Regions from separate parts of the Danio rerio genome. Here region 2 is linked to region 1. Evidence: chromatin contacts called from public HiChIP or PLAC-seq data. All regions are on one chromosome and are shown on one strand. Each heading gives the region's core, a stretch centred on a gene start, on an enhancer-like site or on the middle of the called end of the contact. The rest is flanking DNA. Distances are from core to core; before and after follow the strand shown. Region 1 holds the start of elk1 (ETS transcription factor ELK1). Region 2 holds the start of pim2 (Pim-2 proto-oncogene, serine/threonine kinase).

Region 1 (3,217 bases), core at 389-2,888:
TAATGATTCTGACTTCAACTCTGTGTGTATGGAGTCTAATAGTATTCAAGTACAGTAACTGAATAATTAAAATAATTCAATAAAGTTATTCATAGTTAATGCCACAAATAGAACGATTTCTTATGCCTGAATGTTTTTAAAATCTTTATACAATCACAGGCTTCAAAAACACATGCAAATAATAAGTTATAATACAAACTCAACATTGCACAATGATCACATTGTGATAACAATGCTGAAACAATATATTGTGCAGCCCTAGCCTGGAGTGTTTTGTATTAATGTAAACAGAGGAAATTAAGGACATGTTGCTCAATTATAGTACAATATGAAATAAACAGCGATATAATAACAGCTTTTAATTTATAAAATCCACCTCTCAAACATAAAAACAAACCATTCACGCTGTGAACTAGCTTGTTTGGGAGTGCTGAGATTTGAAATACTGTACTATATATATATATATATATATATATATATATATATATATATATATATATATATATATATATATATATATATATATTAATTAACAGTGAAATATAGAAAGCTGTGTTAAAATGACATTCAAGCTCTTTTTGCTGAATGAACATCACTGAAACATCCAGGAGGTAAAAACGTCTACCAAGCACTGGTATGCTGTGTTTGACGCAAAAACAGCAGTGTGTGGAGTCGGTTAATGATAGAAATTTGTTTTGCAAAACATGTGCTCCAACACAGTATCTGTGCATTAGCCTTCCAACATGTTTTGTTAACTCACCCTGGCCAAAATCAAATGTATATAACGTTAAAATCATTCACTGTGTTGTGAACAGGCACACTGAACAAAACGTTCTGCAACACACTATGGATTAAGCACCCTAGAGCTCACGTACAAACGAATCGTAAACAAAACGAAGCTATTGTTGAATGTATTCTGCTTTATTTGACAAACAAGCACTTTATTAAACTCGACTGTAATCACTCCACCATCTCCCAACCTCTGCGAAGTGCATTAAAACTTACCGCTGATCAGCGGATTCGACTCCATCACTCCCAAATAAATCGGTCTATGGCCTGTCTTATTCTTTGGAGATTAATTCACGTCCATCGCTGTGCTTGTTGGGTGTCAAAAGTCGGTGATTTAATTGCGTTTGGCTGTTATGTAACACATGCACCTCTCCCTCCATGTTAGTTGACATTAGCAGCTAAGTCGCTAGCTCGCGTTAGCTGCGCGTGCACCGTTCCTGTCAGACGGACTGAAGACTTCTTCAAACGTAAAAATACTCTGGTAAAATCCACCAGGGCTTTGCTTAAAAGGTGCAGTGTGACGCGCTGCCTTTATAGGAATACGGCAACAGTAATGAGGGGTTAGTTCCAGTGTGGTGGACGGTCAGGGAGGGCAAATAAACCCGAGACCCCTGATCAGGTAGCCGTTAGTCCGCGAGCTTCCCTCCTTCATCGGTGTCCAAGCAACGGACGGAAAGTCCTCGCGCTTCAGCCGACAGCACCGACAGTTAAAAAGCGCAAAATAACGGGCTAGTGAGAACCAGAGCGCTCCCTTCCGAAGTTTCTTTTTCATAACAACAACAACAGTCTGTGCTCGGCTCGGCTTTCCCCCCTCTTTGCTTCCTGTTTCCACGAACGCCTCGAACACTTGTTTCTTTTTTTCCACCTCTCTCTTTTTGCTCTGCTCTGAGTCCCTTGTGCGGCCGTGACGTCACTGCAACAGGCATGACGCGGGCTTGCTGTGGAGCGAAATGAATGAAAGGAAAAACTATTTCAGTATTTTTTCTAGCATCAAGGTCGAATGAAAATCTTCACACACTATGGAGTCAATCTAGGACCACAAATACCTGCAGAATAAAAGAAATGCAAAGCAAGTTTTGAGAAATAAAAATAAAATTTGCAAACAAAAAAAAGAACTGCTAATAAAAACCAAGCAGCGCATAAAAACAAAAATATTTGCAATTAAAAAAACTATATATATACAGTTGAAATCAGAAGTTTACATACACTCTAAAAAAAGGAACATAACCATTAAAAAAAAAATAATATATATATATATATATATATATATATATATATATATATATATATATATATATATATATATATATATATATATATATATATATATATATATATGATGGTAAATCATACTTAACGTTTACTATTTTAGGTCCGTTAAGATTACCTAAATGATTTACATTTGCTAAATGCCAGAATAATGAGACAATTTTTTTATTGAAATTTTTTTTTATTAATTTCCAGACAGTCAAAAGTTTACATACATTTTATTGGTATTTTTTTTTAGCTTTGCTTTTAAAATGTAAAACTTTTGGTCAAATGTTTTGGGTATCCTTCCACAAGCTTCTCACAATAGTTTGAAGGAATTTTGACCCATTCCTCTTGACAAAATTGGTGTAACTGAGTTAGATTTGTTGGCTGTCTTGGTCGCACAAGCTTTTTCAACTCTGCCCACAAATTTTCTATTGGATTGAGTTCAGGGCTTTGTGATGGCCACTCCAAAACATTCACTCTGTTGTCCTTAAATCACATTTTAACTAATTTGGCAGTGTGCTTAGGGTCAAGGTCTATTTGAAAGACCCATTTGTGGCTAAGTTTTAATTTCCTGGCTGATGTCTTGAGATGTTGCTTCAGTATTTCTGCATAATGTTCTCTCTTCATGATGCCATCTATGCAGTGAAGTGGACAAGTCCCTCCTGCAACAAAACAGCCCTACAACATGGTGCTGACGCCCCCATACTTCACAGTTGGGATGGTGTTCCTAGGCTTGTAAGCTTTTCCCTTTGTCCTCCAAATGTAACACTGGTCATTATGGCCAAACAGTTCAATCTTAGTTCCATCAGACCACAAGACATGTCTCCAAATATTATTCTTTTTACCAGTGTAATTTAGCAAATTGTACTCTGGCTTTGTTGTTGATTCTGGCTTGTTGATTTTCCCATGTTGTCACAAAAGGAAGCAGCGCGTTTGTGGTTTTTTTTCCTTAAATACTATTCTACAGTTGTGCCTCCAATTAACTCAAATGTTGTCAGTTAGCCAATCAGAAACTTCCAAAACCTTGAAACCATCATCTGAGCTTTATTAGAGGCATTATAATTGTATTGTATGAACACTTGACTTTCAAGAAAAATTATAAAAATTTCTCAAAAAAATCTCTCTCTCGTTATTCTGCTATTAAGCATAACAGAAACTAATTTGATAATCTAAA
Region 2 (3,164 bases), core at 429-2,928, 220 kb before region 1:
GGGAACCGGGTTTACTTCACCAGGCTGTGGGGGTTTCAGAAAAGACAATGGTTAAGGTTAGATTCTGGTGTCACACTTTACAATAAGGTTTCATAAGTTAATGTGTTTACTAACATGAATTAATGAACATAATCTGTACTCCAAAATCAAACAAAAAAAAGGCTCAGGGGTAGCTTTAATAATGTGTCAGTGCTCTTTGGGTAAGGGATTCATCAAAATAAACAGCAAAAATCAGTCTGAGGCACTCGAAAAATGTGGATATAATATTAAAAAAGCCAATACACATGGCTAATTCCTCCATGGATGTTCATACCTGTACAACATTTACTAATGTGTTATTAAAATCTAATGTGGTGCTTGTTAGCATTAGTTCATGCACTGCGAGGTACATGAACGACTTTATTTTCATTAGCTAACATTAATAAAGACTGTAATGAATATATTGTTCATTGTTTGTTCTATGTTAGCAAAGACATTAACTAATACAACCCAGAGTTACCGATTCTGGTTAAGTTATGTAAAGAAAATTCCCTGAGGTGATATCCAGGGGCTCTCTCGTGGGTATTAAAAAGGGAAACTACATTTTTACGACACGTTGAAACGCACTTCTTGTTTTTAATCCAAATATATCTCACCGCGCAGGTCTAAAACTAATTCTGACACAACATGGAAAGCCCGTTCATTCAGTTTCCTTTTTAAGATGTTTTGAAAAATCCGAAACGTCACGCCTACGTCACTTTCTGTTAAGCGCGACGAGCTTCCAGTAAGAACCAAAATAATCAATAGAGGGCGCTAGTGTTAATGCTTATTCGCTGTCCGTGCACATTCAAAGTCCTGACGAGTTTTTAAATATGTTTAACTGATACCAAGTATATTTTACATTAAAACACATCACAGATCAAAACAAGTAACGTTAGATAAACGCGAATACTCACCATTTTTGACCACTGTTGGATTCTGTCTCGGGATATTTGTTTGATAGCAACCTAAAATAATAATAACCATAATTTAGAAGAGGAATGCATACACATTAGCATCTTTTTTCTTGTTTTTTAATCATTCTTACCTTTTGTCCGTCTGAAATCCGATGCCCGGAGTAAACTGAACCGAAACCACCGCTTCCCAGAAGATTTCCCATAGTATACTGCTTCTCAAAATGCTCTTTGCCTGAATAATAAAAACAACAATATTAAACAAAAAACATAACAACCAAGTAGCTAATTGTAACGTAAATTATGCATCTGAATTACGTTAATAACAAATTAAATTAAAAACAAACACATTTTTGCTTTACTTAATAGTTAAATACTTTTGAATGTTAAACAAATTGCACAAAAATACAATGCAGAAACAAACAAAACAAACAAAAAAATAACAATATAGATTTATTAGCTAACAGTTAGTTAGCCCGCGTACAAATAATAATAAACTTACCATTTTTGGCTTTCAGGATTTCCAGCTGATCCAAACGCACGTCAACAATCCGTTTGTCCAACATTTTCAGGTTTTAATAAGAATAAAAACTCTAATAATCAAAACAAACAGCCAAATAATATGAAAAATAGGCGCCTCAGCAGAGCATATCCATGTCCGTCTGTTGCTTTTAATCCACTATTTGTTTTCGATTCAAACTCCACCGTTATCACGCGTCCTCCGCCTCAGACACTCGCGCAGTTCTGAATCATCTCAGGTTTGTTGATGTTTTTAAGTTTACATGTGTAGCTCCGCCCACTCAACCAAACACTCCCAATCGTGGCCACGCTTGGAGTGTTTTGAAATGACGAGCCAATCACATCGCAGATAGGTTTAAACATATGAATAATAATGAGCGGTTGTTACAATTCTCAGAATCTTCAGAGACCGAGCAGAAAGAGCGCGCGCGGGATTACAAGAATATTGAGGGTTTTATTAGTATTAGTGTAAAATTAGGACTCGGTTATGTGCTAAAATGAACTATTTAGCGATTAAATTAAGTGTTTTAACATAATAAATCTGCAGCAAGTACACTACATGAACAATTAATCATGACAGCATGTGTTTTAAGTTATTGTAACTTCTTAAACTAAGTTAATGACGTTCTAACTTAATTTTATAAGTTATGCAAGCTGTTTTAAGCCAGTTCAACATAATATAAGTTCAATAGACTTGTAAGATTAAACTTATTCAGCTTAAAAAATAAGTAAACCAGGATTTTTTATGGTGTATAAACAAGACTGAAATTGATATTAATCAAATATTACAAGTATTAAATACATAGATACTAGTGAAACTGCGATAAATACTGCGTAAAACTTTAATTGCATTACATTTAGAAGTGAATAAATCTGTCAAAAATAAAATAATAATTTATAAATGTAATAAAAGTCTCCCTCCGTAACAAAAACAAAAAGAAAGATTAAAAAAAACTTTTTCTTTGGTAATAAATCTGACAAGAAATGCACTTCTTTGCAAAAACTGGATAAGATATGATGTCAAAGTATAAATAAATATGAATTGATATTAATATGACAAGTACTAAATACATAGTTACTGGTGCAACTGGAGTAAATGCCACATACAACTCTAAATGCATTACATTTGGACGTAAACAAATCTGACAAAAATGAAATAAAAATATTTAATTCATTAATAAATAAAAAAGTCTCCCTCCAAAACAAAAAAGATAAAATTGGTATTTTTTCTTAAGAAATCTGACAAGAAATGCACTTGTTTACAACAAAGATATGGTGTTAAAGTATAAATAAGACTGAAATTGATATTAATAAATTATTACAAGCACTTAATAGAAAGTTACTAGAGAAACTTGAGTAAATGCCACATCCAACTTTAAATGCATTACATTTAGACGTAAATAAATCTGTGAAAAATAAAATAATAATGTATAAATGAAGTAAAAGTCTCCTTCCATAAAAAACTGATCAAATAGTTTTTGTCGTAATAAACCTTACAAGAAATGCACTTGTTTGCAAAAACTAGATAAGATTTGGTGTCAAAGTATAAATAAAACTAAAATTGACATTAATATTAATTATTACAAGAATTAAATACATAGTTTCTGGTGCAACTGAGGTAAATGCCACATACAACTTTAAATACGTCTGTCATAAATAAAATAATTCATGTATAAATAAGTAAAGGTCTCCCTCCATAACAGAAAAGATGAA

What was found. HiChIP or PLAC-seq counts read pairs in DNA pulled down with a chosen protein or histone mark.
Region 2: an H3K4me3 HiChIP or PLAC-seq map of embryo shows a contact between it and region 1, with 4 times the contacts expected there. The contact joins the promoter of pim2 here to the promoter of elk1 in region 1. A contact is called at or near these places in 1 of 18 Hi-C or Micro-C datasets (hematopoietic stem cells) and 1 of 4 datasets of contacts at active chromatin or transcription factors (embryo).

The regions. Positions count from the first base shown.
Region 1 is chr8:10,265,743-10,268,959 of GRCz12tu, reverse strand. It overlaps elk1 (ETS transcription factor ELK1), which reads right to left and starts at 1,638. Exons shown (of 9, transcript XM_691202.9): 1 at 1,006-1,638. The coding sequence starts at 1,030.
Region 2 is chr8:10,482,352-10,485,515 of GRCz12tu, reverse strand. pim2 (Pim-2 proto-oncogene, serine/threonine kinase) reads right to left here and starts at 1,678. Exons shown (of 7, transcript NM_131539.2): 1 at 1,435-1,678; 2 at 1,067-1,167; 3 at 936-986; 4 at 1-24. The coding sequence starts at 1,498.